Regions from separate parts of the Sus scrofa genome. Here region 1 is linked to region 2. A link is a contact called in public HiChIP or PLAC-seq data. All regions are on one chromosome and are shown on one strand. Each heading gives the region's core, a stretch centred on a gene start, on an enhancer-like site or on the middle of the called end of the contact. The rest is flanking DNA. Distances are from core to core; before and after follow the strand shown. Region 1 overlaps FAM49A (protein FAM49A). Region 2 holds the start of FAM49A (protein FAM49A).

Evidence for each region. HiChIP or PLAC-seq counts read pairs in DNA pulled down with a chosen protein or histone mark.
Region 1: an H3K27ac HiChIP or PLAC-seq map of alveolar macrophages shows a contact between it and region 2. The contact joins the enhancer-like site here to the promoter of FAM49A in region 2. A contact is called at or near these places in 17 of 47 Hi-C or Micro-C datasets (alveolar macrophages, blood, brain and 7 more) and 2 of 2 datasets of contacts at active chromatin or transcription factors (alveolar macrophages and skeletal muscle).

Annotation. Positions count from the first base shown.
Region 1 is chr3:121,004,503-121,011,314 of Sscrofa11.1, reverse strand. FAM49A (protein FAM49A) reads right to left here. Exons shown (of 12, transcript XM_005662738.3): 2 at 676-828. Among named protein-coding and RNA genes, the nearest start is that of FAM49A, 40 kb to the right of the region's middle. Within about 2 kb of position 2,309, at least 12 of the 83 cell types and tissues checked have an H3K27ac peak or open chromatin away from gene starts, as enhancers often do. A contact at or near this core is called in alveolar macrophages, liver and retroperitoneal adipose tissue, where this site is marked.
Region 2 is chr3:120,965,750-120,972,150 of Sscrofa11.1, reverse strand. It overlaps FAM49A (protein FAM49A), which reads right to left and starts at 4,135. Exons shown (of 12, transcript XM_005662738.3): 1 at 4,028-4,135.

The sequences.
Region 1 (6,812 bases), core at 1,060-3,559, 41 kb before region 2:
AAGAAGGTACGGCTCTCTCCTTCCGGATAAGAAGAAACGTGTCCACAACTCTCTGGGAGGAGGTGACAGAGGATGGAGGTCACTGGAGAAAACCAACGTGTTGGCTGGGAGGGAAGAGGGCAAGGGCAGTGATGACCTACGGTGGTGACAACGTCACGAACCACACTGACCTCTAAAAATGTTATAGCAAGTGTGATGCCAGCCAGCCCTCTGGCACAAGACCTAAATTCCAGCTACTTCTCTCCCTGCTGGTCACCATCTGGATGGCCAGGATGGGCAGAAAGACACCCTCAAATGGATTCTGCAGGGAAAAAGCAACCGACAACCACAGCTTTCATCTGCTCTTCTTCTGCACAGAGTTCCAAGCTGCCCCATTTCCTGCCTAAACGTTCAAAAGACTCAAGATAGCACAGCTCCCACTCAGAAGGCAGTTATAGAACCCAGGGACGTTTAACCACTTGAAAATTACAGCCACTCTGCAATGCACATCCATTAGTATGTCCTTTTTTGTGTGATATTAGGAAGCATGGCTTCCAGTCAAAGATGATAAATCTGGTGGAAGGAGCATCCTTAAACTTCCAGGTACGCCCTGGGCACACGCATCATAGGTTTCTTGCATTGCAAATGCTGGCCATCCTGCCCTGGCTGCTCTACGCAAAGATAGTTGTCTCTTACCTGGAGATCTCCCTTGTGATTCAGATTCACCAATCCAGGCTGATGGAACGAAGCAGATGAGCAGCCGCTTGGTCAAGACACGTCTGGCTTCCCCAACAGGGCTGTGGCCCCCGAGAACCTGTGGTTTCTCCGTCCTTGGTGAGTGACAATCTGCTAAAAGGGAACGCGAGACATGTTACTATGAGAGGCCGTTTCCTCTTCTCCTCTAGTTCTCAGACTTTTTTTTTTTTAAGATTCTTATTTTTTCTATTATTGTTGATTTACAACATTCTGTCAGTTTCTGCTGTACAGCAAAGTGACCCAGTCACTCACATCTCTCTCTGTCTCTCTCTCTCTCTCTCTCTCTCACACACACACACACACACACACACACACATTCTTTTTCTCACATTATCTTCCATCATACATTCTTTTGAGAAGAACAGAGAGTTCCAGAATCACTGATTACTAGGGCTGAAAGAAATCGATGCAACGCCCCTGTCCAATGCTTTTGTTTTGCAGTTGGAGAAACTGGGGTTCAGAGAAGAAAACAGCCTCTTTCAAGGATTCAGCCACTCGGCCAGAGACTCCAGATGCAAAAGTGTCTCTGACTTTCTGGCTTCTGGACTTTAAAAAAAAAAAAAAAAAAAAAAAGTTGCCACATGGTCAGGCTGACTTCTCAAACCAGTGGTCACTGACCCTGAATGGAAGTCTTTTTTTTTTTTTTTTTTTTGAAATGGATTTTCAAAATGGGAGGTGGCACTTTTTCCAGACTGCTGTTTTTGTAGTTTGACCCCCGGGAGCTAAATGAGTAAACCAGTCCTCCTCAGGCATGTGGCTGGGATGGTTCTCCCTGTTTTCCATTAGAAAAATATTGTTATGGAAAAATGGGGCTCGTGAACACAGCGGAGGGGGGACTTTGCTTTTCAGTGATAGACATGTGTGCAACCAGCCCGCAGGTCCCTGATCTCTCTCCGTCTCTGTCTCTCCCTCATTTCGGGAAAACACAGTAACAGACATGCATTCTCCTCCCGAGGGTATCAGTTCTTGTGTGATTTTTTTTTCCGACCACCGTCCATTTGAACAGCCACTCCTCTGGGCAGAAAACCAAAACCAAAGAGGGGAGTTCACATTTATGACGCAAATAATACCAACCAGGCACATCATATAAATCTTATAGAGATATTTTCCTAATTTGTCCTCAAAAATTCCCCCGGAGGTACCATCAACTCCATTCTTCCAAGGGGGTTACGGAACCAAGCTGGAAAGAACTAGAAAGAAAATTCAGCGCAGAGCCAGACATGAACTCATATCCAACACCCAAATCAATGTTTTGTCCGTGCAAACTGGATGATAGCGATTAGGCTAAAACACTAGGAGTTGTCCTATTTTTCCAGTGTGTTAGCTCAAAGGCAGGAGAAAGTTCTTTGGAAGCTGTTATTGTTGCAAGGATATGAAGGGTTATTCTTGTTAGATTCTCGTTCAGACAGGAGGCTCTGACAGCCCTGGCTTCCTATGTGCTTCCAGCGGGGTCTCATGTGCCCCAAAGAAGCTAGTCTGGCCCTGGCTCTGAGCAGCCACAGGAATCATGCCCATCAATGCTCGGCCTCTCTCTGTTCCTGTTCGCAGACAATGAGGGATTCGGCTGGAGAGATGGGGCGGGGGTGGAGAAAGAGGAAGAAAAAAACAGGAAGTGGGGGGGAGGGGGAGGGAAGGAAATGATAGCAAACACACAGCAACTTTGGCCTGATGAGAAAGTGATTTCTGAGCCCCGCGTTTTGGGAAACCAGGTCATGGTGGCGGTGGAGTCGGGGGCGGGGGGAGAAGTTTGCTTCCTCGGATTTGGGGGTTACACCCGTGAATCCCCATCAGGGCACAGCCTGAGGAAAAGGGTGCCTGCCAGGGTTGCTGCTTCCCACCGGCACCTGGGTGCAGAAGGTGACTGTCTAAGGTGGAATCCCCAGGTGAGACCACAGCTCTCACCTCCTGGCTGCGGCCGCCACCGCCACCGCCACCGAGAAGCCAGAGGTGTCACAAAAGGACCTGGAAACAAGAAAAGCTGTCAATGTGATCAGGTGTCAGGGGGGTTATCCTATCCACCCCCCCCTTTCTTTCTTTCTCCAAAGCTCTCAAAATAATAGCCTGTTTTTAGAGTATTTGATTAGGACCTGATTCATCCAATGGGGTCCAGTAAGAATCTCACTTTCTACCGCAAAACTAAGAGGGTCAGGACAATGGAATGCTGTGCCTCCTCCAGACCACGACCCTGAGGTACTTACAGACTCTTTTGCTGTCCACTTTGTCCACTCGGCTTAATTACAGACACTCAGAGAAGTTCCCCCACTCCCCATATCCATCAATAAGGATGGGGTCACCTGATAAGCTGAACAACCCTTCAAGCAGATAAGGCTAAAAATAACCTAATCACACTGTGACACCAACACTCATACTACTTTACAGCCTTGGGACGGGTACTTGGATGTGGGCAGGGCACACAGAGCCCCCTAACAGGCTGGCCCTCAGATACCAGTCCCACTCACTCCAGTGGTTCCCCAAAGGGGCTGTGCAATCCGGAGAAGCTGAAGAAAAAAAAAAAAAAGTGCAGTCTGAACCTACAGCAGGGGTCACGTTTCTAGAGAGTTTTATGTCACCCACTGGCTCTGGTCCACGGGCCAGCATTTAGATACCTTGGATCCTAATCCAGCCCGCCTCATGTCCCACCTCCTCCCATCTTCTGGATTCGATCCCAGAGACCCAGCCATGGCAGAAGCTCACTCTGTGGCTGTGCCCTGACTCTGTGAATTACTCCCCCACCATCCAAATAAACACAGAGCGATAAAAAGTAAGCACGTCTTTGAGAGGAGTCCAAGCTTTTTGAAGGGATGGCTGGTGGTTTCCTGTCTGAGTCACCCACGGGCCAGAGTCCATCAGGGAGAACAGAGATCAAGCATGGAGAGACACTAGTCCCGGCTCGGGGTCCCAAAGCACAGCCCAACCTCACACAGCATGCTCATCCGCTTCCATCCCCTCCATGCTCATCCGCTCTCACCCCCAGCGGTTCTGAGTGGTCGGAGCTGCTGCCACAGTCCTTCTGCTCCACGGGAGGAGCCTGATACCACCTGAGACCACTGTGGGGGGGTGGGGGGCGGCTCCGGTAGCACCAGGCAGCCAGCAAAGTGCTTTTCAACATCTCGCCTTCTTTGCTTGTTTTACGAGAGGTACAAAACAGAGGGGTGGTTATCCCATTTCAAAAATAGGGAAGCAGAAATCCAGTGACATGAAACGACTTCTCCAGGGTCACCCAACAGAACCGAAACGAGAACCGGCATCTCCTCGACCTTCATGTGACCTGTGGCCTGTGACCTTTTCGCCACCTCCCGTGCCGCCCCCCACGGCCCTTACCCCATCCAAGGGAGTGGCTGAGAAACAGCTGAGAACAGCTGCGTGTCTTCCACTTTTGAGTGGTTCTGGGGGTGGGCGGGCTGGGTGGGGGCAAACCAAGAGAAGGCAAAACAGGCCACACTCCCCCCTTTAGGCTGAACTGATGTGGAATCTAAAGGCCAGGTGGGAGCCTGCTTGTTCAAGTTCCAAGTTCACCAGCAACAGAGCCCACACCCCGAGTCAGGGAACCTCCACGTGGCTGCTCTCCCAGGGCTCTGGGAGCGCAGGTGGGTGGGTGGTAGATATATTCAGGTCCCGTCCAATCAGGTACCTACATGAAGAGCATCCCAGTCGGTTCACACTGGCCATCTGGTGCCTCCCTGAAACCCCACAGCAGCCACAGGGGACAGAAGGAGGTAATTCTTGCCCCCTCTTACAGATGAGGAAACTGAGGCGCTTGTCCAAGGGATCTGGCTGTTTAGGGGTAGAGCCAAGATTTGAATTCCTGCCATCTGGCTCGAATTCTTGCTTTTAACCACTTTGCGGTTATTACTCCATCTCAAAACTGTTTTATTAAAAAAAGAAATGGGAGGGGCGAGGCATGTAGAACAGGCGATTAGTGGAAAGAAACAGGGGGTGGGGGAAGGGCACTGGGAACAGATGACACATTCACGCAAAAGGCAGAGGAGGGAGGAAACTCTCGGGCAGGCGGAGAGGTCGACTGCGAAGTGCTGAACAGGGGGTCTGGGAACCTGGTCCCCAGCCCTCCCTGGGTGGCAGCTGGCACCAGTAAATGACTTCCTGGCTTTGGTGTTGACACAGCACCACTTGCAGGAGGAGGAAGTGGGGTGGCCTGAGGAGGGGACGGAGGGAGGACCCAAGATGGGAGAGTCAGCAGGGTGGGTGGAAGGAATGATGTCTTGGGAACCCAGTTTCCCCGTCACAGAGGGAGGGACCCACGGGCAGGCTGGCGAGCAAGACTCTGCCCAAAGAGCGCCCTGGAACAGAGAGCTTACACAGTTGCCCAGACACTGGGTTCTGGGGAGGCCGTGTGAGTTCAGCCTCATGGAAACCTGGGGTTCACCACTCCCCATTTCACAGAGGGGGAGGTGAGAGCCAAAATAATAACAGTCAAAACATCCTCAGCACCAGGACGTCGTCACTGCCACCATCAGGGCAGCCATCGTTTTTCGGAGCCTGTTCTGCAGCAGGAATGAACTAGAAGCAACGCTGTGAGGGCCGCAGGACTATTCGTCATTCATGGTTGAGAGGAGCTAAGTATTGTCCTAAAGGTCAAAAAGCTGGCTGGCTGGGAGGAAGGATTTGAACTGTGGTCTATTTGACATTTTGGTCCATGGTCTCACCTCTAAGCCACATGTGCCATGAGATGGTGACAGATTCTACCCACGACAGTGCAGTGGTGTTAACCCACAGACAGCTTCAGAGCTGCACAGCACACTGGCACAGGATTTGACCTAAATGTATCATCCACACGCCATCCATACTGCATGTACCCAGTTACAGGCGATTAAGGGGACCACGTGATTTGCCATCCAAGCCTGGATATTTCCGAGAGTGAAAAGGGCCTGCTGATAATGCTCCTGGGGACAAAAGGCACAAACCAGCTCTGTCCTGGGCATACAAGGCCATAGGGTCACCCTAATATAACCTGCCGGCCCACGGGGCCCTGGGGGCTGGTTGTCTTATGACCGCTGTGTCCGGTGCGAACGCTCCGGGACACCCCTGCTTCCCAATCCACCTACGCACGCCTTTGCAACAATTTCCTTGCCCTTTGCTCACCAGAAAGTCTTCTACATCCGTTGGGCTTGCGGGCCTTACGTGGTCAACAGGCTCATGCAAAAGCTGCTATGACGTGGGAAGCACATCGGGTGTGGCTAGTTCTGCAATATATCTGGAAAGGCCTGCTGGAGGCCTTGAGCCTTTGCACCCAGACCCTGAATGTGCAGCTAATCTGATAACCAGCCAATCCCCCAAACCTGAGGGCCTGGGGCCTCCCCATCTTGGGTGACCTAAGGCAGCAGGACGGGCAACCAGTGTGAGCAGACGCTGCTGCCCAGCCCTCTGGAGAAACTGTCACCTACTGACATGACGCAAGACCCTGCTTCCTCAGGGGAAGTGTGTGGCTGGGATGGGCGGCCTGTCTCCACTGCCAGCAGGCATTCACTCCCCTCCCCCCTCCAGCCAGGGACCTCCCTTTTGGCCCCCACCCTAGGGGGCCTGGGGAGGACGGAGGCCACACTTAAAGCCTCTTTTTGTTTCTTAAGAACCTACCTTCTTAAGAGTCTCTGGTGGAGAAGAAAAAGAATCTGCTTTTGCTTTGAAACCGGGAAATCATTCTCGAATCAAAGTCACACCTCAATACAGGTAAAGAGAAATACTAACAAGAAAGCAGCAGGCAGTCATCCATTCTCTGAAAAGCTATTTCCTGCGTTTACTGAAGGGGGGGGGTGCCTCCCAGAACTTCTGGTCCAGTGATTTTGCTTTTTGCTTTTTAGGGCCAAATCCGTGGCACATGGAAGTTCCCAGGCTACAAATCGGAGCTACAGCTGCCGGCCTACACCATAGCCACAGCAACGCCAGATCCAAGCCATGGCTGTGGCCTATATCCCAGCTCACAGCAACACCGGAGCCTCAACACACTGAGCAGGACCAGGGATCGAACTCGCGTCCTCATGCATACTAGTCAGATTCGTTTCCGCTGAGCCACGAGGGGGACTCCCTGATCAAGTGATTTCCTAGCAGCTCAGGGAAACTCG
Region 2 (6,401 bases), core at 2,886-5,385:
TCTTCCGTAAATGGGGTTAAGAAAATGACAGCCACGTGCAAGAGCAGGAAACTGGACCCCTCTTTTACACCACGCATGAAAAGTAACTCAAAATGGATTGAAGATTTGACTATAGGACCTAACATCATAAAACTGCTAGAAGAAAACTTAGGCAGTACTCTTCGTGATGCTGGTCTTGGTGACAATTTTTTTTTTTTTTTTTTTGGATCTAACACCCAAAGTATAGAAAACAAAAGCAAAAATAAAACAAGTTGGACTACATCAAATTAAAGTATCGTACAGATGGTAGCATGTTTTGGGAACTTGGGGAGTTTGTTGCCATTTCAAATTTGTTCCCTTTTGAGGCAACCAAAGTGTCGTGATTTGCACTATCGCCGTGTTGTAGAACATAGTTTATCTGGTGGGAGAGAACTCATAGATTAACCAGCAGGGCTCAGACCCTGGGCACAGGCAATGTTTAACTTTCCCAGATAATGAATGGATCTCCAAAGGCCAGAATTAATCCAAGGAGCTCCCCCCTACAGTTCTAAGAGGACCCAGAGGTCCAGTAACTGAGAACTATTTTCTAACCAATATAACTAAATAACAACAAGTCTACTGTGAGGGGGGCACCATGCCAGACCCTATAAAAACATCAGATCATTTACTTCCTAGAAGGCAAGTCTCATTATTGCCATTTTACAGATATAAGCACCGAGGCTCATAGAGGCTCCATACTCCTTCAGGACCCCCACACCCAGGACATGGTGGTAACAGCGCTTGCACTCATGGCTGACTCCCAAATCCACTTCCTTTCCAATCACCATGCTGCCTCATCAGATAACTCATGCGGCCCTTGAGAAAGCATAGGAGCCAGAGGCTACCGTGAGTGGATGAATCACAATTCAGCAAGGAAGGCGGGCCCAGGCACCCTGCATACGCTTTTCGTGACTCTGCTCACCACAGCCAGGCAAGGGGCTTAGCAGCCATCACCCCATGGCTGTGAGGGCTGGACGAGGCTTGCTAGGTGGGCAGTGGTAGGACAACAGAATCTCAGCTGCAAAGCACAGGCCACCTGATTCAGCCCTAACGGGGGCGGGGGGGGGGGGGAGCTAGTCAAGTTTCCATCTCCAGGTCCCATGTCACTCTGCCTTTTCCCTGTTCACGCCACCTCTCTGACGGCATCTAGAGGCTTTCTTTTCATGCCTGTCTTTACCACCAGACTACATTCTCTGAAAACAAGAATAGTGTTCTTTTTTTAAGATCCCCAGTTCCCCAAACTGTATTCGGTACAGAGTAGATGCTCAGTTAACCTAAGGTGTATGAATAAACGGACTGATTTAGCATCAAGGCTGGACAAGAGGCCCAGAGAATGCTTCCACTCCTGAGATTCTACAGCTTAATTGTTCCTAAATCAGTTCTTGATCGCTGGCCAGTGGTTTGGGGCCTCTTTAACACTGAGACCTCCCAACAGGAAGAGGATATTATGGGCTTTTGACTTAGCAAAGCACTCCCTGTAAGCTACTCCATCCGACAAAAACAAGCAAATGTGGCCATGAGAATGAATGCTACCAACCCCATTTTCAAGGCTGACACTGAGGCCCGGTGAGTAAACTGATGTCCCCAGCCCCAGCGCTTGACAATGAGGCTGCTGACTCCCTGGTCTTTTCATGCCACCAGAATGCTTTTCCAGCTTATTACTAACAGGCCTAGAGCAGAGCGATGTGAGGGGGGAAAGGGGAGGGGCGGGGAGAAGAGCATGTGTAGGGAAGGGAAAAATAAGCAGCTTCTCTGGAGAGTGTCACTGACAGCTGACAGTCGGTGACCCAGGGCCAGGAGAGCTCTGAACTCCTCACCCAGTGTGGCACAGGAAGGTCCCCTTGGCTCTCAGTGTCCCTGGCTCACCCGGCTGCATCGAGGCCCCGAGAGTAAAAGCAAACTGAACGCTTCTGGGTGCTAAGCAAAAACAGGAAGTCACAAGTGGCTTGACTCTCCTCCCAACTTGAGTCCCCAACGGCTGGGGTCAAGGGTACATGAAGGACCTGACAGGCAGCTCCCTGGCAGCTGGCCTCTGTGGGAGTCCAGTGGGGAAACTGGGACTTGCCTCTCAGCACACAGGGTTGAGAGGGCTCTGCTGTCCTTCCGGGAGCAGGACCAGGCACTGCAGGGCAGACACTCAGGGAGCTGCCAGTTCCATGGCTTTGCCATTCATTCAACCAAAACTCAGCACCGCCTATGTGCTAAAACCAGGGTGACCTGGGGAAATAGCTCACTCTGAGCTTAGTTTTGTCATCTGCAAAGTGGGGACAACCCCTAGCCCCAGGGCTGCCTCGAAGATGAAATAACATTGGCCGGGAGCCTCTCCATCACACTTGGGTCTATTATTAGCACCGAGGCCATGTGCTACCCACTGTGTGCCCAAGACTGTGATGTCGCTACCCGCTCCCAGAACCGGGGGCAGGAAGGAGTGTGGGTAGGTCCGTCCCCACCTCCTTTCCTGACTCCCCCCTCAAAGGAGCCCAGGGCCAGGAGCAGGTGAAGTTCTGCCAGCCCCCAGTCTGGGCCCAGCGCCCATGTTTATGACTGTTTATTTCAGAGCAAATAGAAAGGAGAAATTAGAGCCATAAAAGACAGGACAACAGACCAATAAAAACCAGCTCCCAGAAGAGTCAGAAGGAGAGAGAGGCAAAACTGTCACCATAGTAACACCAGACAGTCAGAAGCATGCAGGAAAAACAGCCCCTGCTCTGCCTCCCCTCTCCACAGCAAAGCAAACCTTAGGACCCCCTTCGGAGCTCAATGAAAGCCAATGAACAACCCACCCTAAAGCACTGGCCAGCCGCAAGGCCCAGATGCCCAGCCTGACCTGGCTACCAGCCACCTTCCTCACACTGGTCCAGCACACGTCCCAGCCCTTCGTGGTCCCTGCCCAGCTTTCTGTGCCCTGGGGACTCAACGCTGTACAGATGGCCCAGACCCAGCCAGAGTGACGGTGACCAGTGAAAGAGGGGGAAAGTTTCCAACAGGGGGAGGAAGGAAGGCCAAAGGGCTACAGAGGAGAACAAGGCCCTGAACACCAGTTTCACTACTTTGCTCAGGGTTCCCCGGGGAGCAGGTGGGCAAACAAGGGCATGGGAGCAGAGGCCAGGCCCAGAATGGTGGCCCCATCAGAGCTGCACCCTACACTCCTGAGGGTCTGAAGGTGGGGTGGGCAAATAGCTTTGGAGGTCTTAAATGACAAAGCTCTTGTTCCTGGTCTCTGGGGACCCAGGTCAGCAAGTCCGGGCAGCTTGGAGGAGGATGCAGGGATGCCTCGGTCCATTTTGACAGAGGACTTTCAGTCCTTCAGCTGGCAGGCAAGGCAGGTGTCTCCATCAAATAGCCTGGCTGGCCTGGGACCAGCCTTTGGGGAAGTGGGTCAAGTGATTTCCAAAGCTCAGGATCCCTCCAGTCCCTTTCTTCAGTCTGGGATTCTGAGGAGGGGGAGGGGTGATGACAAGGAAGCCTGGGTCCTAGGCACAGCAGCTGGCTGGCCGGCTGAGAATCTCGGGAGCAGGTGGCAGCCGAAGGGTCCAGGTGTGCAGGCAAAAGGAAGTGGGGGGGGTTATTCCTGCCTCTGGGGCTGCAGAGAGAGAGTGGTGGGGCGTCCCGGCCTAGTGCCGGGAATGGGGAAGCAGAGAGTTGGGGTCTCCCGGAAGAATGGCTTGGGAGCTGAAAATACCTGGCCCTGAGGGTTGGGGGGGAGGAGAAGGAGTGGTCGAAAGCGAGGGAGGAGATCTGGAACACAAGCTGGAGGCTGTCCTCAGAAGACGGGGCAATGGGGCGCCTAGTCGGACAGCCGGACGGCGATGGCTGAAGAAGGGCTAAAGGAGCCTCCGCTTCCCACACCCCCTCAGCCCCCACCCCACCACCTCCACCCTCCCCGGAGGGCTGCGTCTGGAGCTACGGAAGGATGGCGGGGTTCTCCCGGCGCCTCCGGAGCCGGCTTCGCTGCAAGCCGCCGGCCGCGCTCCCCGCCGCGCCTCCGCCGCGCCCGCGCTCTGCTCACCCGGAGTGGCCGCCGCCCAGCTCCGCCGTGCCTCTGCTGCTGCCCCAGCTGCCGCCGCCGCTGTGGACGCCTCTCCGGCGGCCGCTGCAGCCAGCGAGAAGGTCCCGAGCCCCGCCCCCAGCCCCGCCCCCAGCCCCGCCCGCTGCGGCGGCCCCGCCCCGGCCCCCCGGGAGCCCCACCCCCGCCCCGGCCCCGGGCCCGGGTCGAGAGCCCTTCTGAGCCCTGAAGCTGGTGCTAGCAGTCTCCGCACACGGTAACCTTTGCCCTTCCCTCGGCCTTGGCCTCCAAGAGGAAGCTCGGACCTGCCCCTGCTGCTTCTATACACGGAATTCCTCCTTACCCAATTTTCCCCTTAAAAAAAAAAAAAAAAAGGACGGAAGAAAGACCTTTTGATCAATCCCTAGGCTTACACCCACCCTCAGATGTATGCCTTTGCACCCAACCAAACCATCCCAACCTCTACCCCACTCCCAGATTACTCGGATTCTCACCTCTGACTTTTTCCCTGTCCCTCCCAGCGCGTGCATACTGCTAAAGGATTCCCGGCTCTGGGGGCCCCCGCAGTTATCCGATGGGACCACCCAAAAAGTCTTTGTAAAGGCTTCGTCCAAAAAATATAACTACCTTGAAGAGCAAGTCTGCAAAATCACTCTAAAAAAATTCTATGATGCAAGGGAAAGTAGGGGATTACAGTGTCATTGTCATGATCATTGTTTCAGAACATCTGCCATGGAGGCGTTTGCATTAGAGAGAGCGATTCAGGAAACCGGAGAGGACTGCGCGGTGCCAAACAGGTTGTGAGTCAGAGCTCCTGTTGGGGAGGATGGGGGTGGGGGGCTCCTGCTGGGCCAGACCTCTCCGGCTTCCTTTCCCAGTCAGTCAGCTAGAGCAGCAGGGAATTTTTCTTTTCTTTCTATTTTTTTTTTTTTTATTGGAGTATAGTTGATTTACAATGTTGTGATAATTTCTGCTGTACAACAAAGCGATTGTTATAAATATACACACATCCCTTCTGGAACTTTATTAAATTCCTGCAATGGACCAAGCTGTGTGAGGGGGTGGGGGTGGCTATGTCAGTTGCTGCAGGAATATGTGGGTTGGGAACCCAAGGCACTCAGGTCCTGGAGGGCAGGCAGCTTCAGGAGGCCTTGGTCAAGTCCTTCATTCTGAGCGCTAGGGGTCCCATTCAGGACTTGTGTCACCCCAACCTCTTCCAGGCTCTGACAGTCCCTTGTTCTGAAGGGCTTTCAGGAGCTGCCCAGCTGGACTCCTGCTCTGGGTTTTGGCAACCCTGGGGCCAGGAGGGCAGCGTTAGAGCGAAACAGTCTTCTGATTGGTTGGGGTCTTTTGGATCAAATGAACACCTTCCCATTTTTCACTTGTGTCAACGAAGGTGCCTGTGCCTGGACCAGGTCCTGCTGTCAATCCCTGCAGATGACCCATTTTAATTTTGGAGGGCTCTGTTAGAAAACCCTTCTTGATGCAGCCCTATACACACACCAAAATTCCTGACTTATTCTGTCCACCTTGAACATGGTCAGGTGAAGGGCAAGGACAAATCAGCCACAGACACCATTCACCCCATAAAACACTATCATTTCAGACCTTGGAAGGACTCCTTACTTTATTGCATCGTCTGTCTCTAATAATACAGCTTAAGTTGGTGCGAGGAGACTATTTGATGTATGAAATTTCACTTCCACGCACTTAAAGATGGCTTCTGTTTCAGTAATTGAGGGCTACCTGCAAGGTATTGCCTAGCCCATTGTGAAATAATAGGGTTTCTAATTATTAGTGTGGAATTTAATTATTAAGTGTTTCCTAAGACACAATAATCAGATGAAATGGTCTTTCAACTTCATTGGTAATACTAATAACAAGTTTAGAGGTTACTATAATAAAGATTACAGTGAAATTAAACTGTGAGATTAAATTTCAGTGGTTTTTACTCACAATATGCATTTTCTAAAATGAACCTTAATGTCTCAGTTAAATTTAAACTGAACTGTTCTAATTTCAAGGACATCCTCATCATGTGTTTGGGGGTTTTTTTGTTTTTTTTTGTTTTGTTTTAAGAGATGTCTTGAGCTTGGACAAAGTGCCAGGCACTGCACTAAATGGTGGAATCAGAGCACATGTCTCTGGCCTGAGGAGTGGACAGACTGGTGGCCACCCCAGTTTATGCTGAGGCAGAAGAGGAAACAGGCTAAAACAGATGTATTTGCTGTGTGGCCCAGGTTGGAAGGAGTGGATTGTGATTGGGGAAAATCAGAGGCAGATTCTTGGAAGCTGAACCTCTAAGGATGACTTCCATAGGCAGGTAGTGGGCTTAAGGAGACCCCAGGTAGAGGGTCAAAGGAGAGGCCCTAGCCGG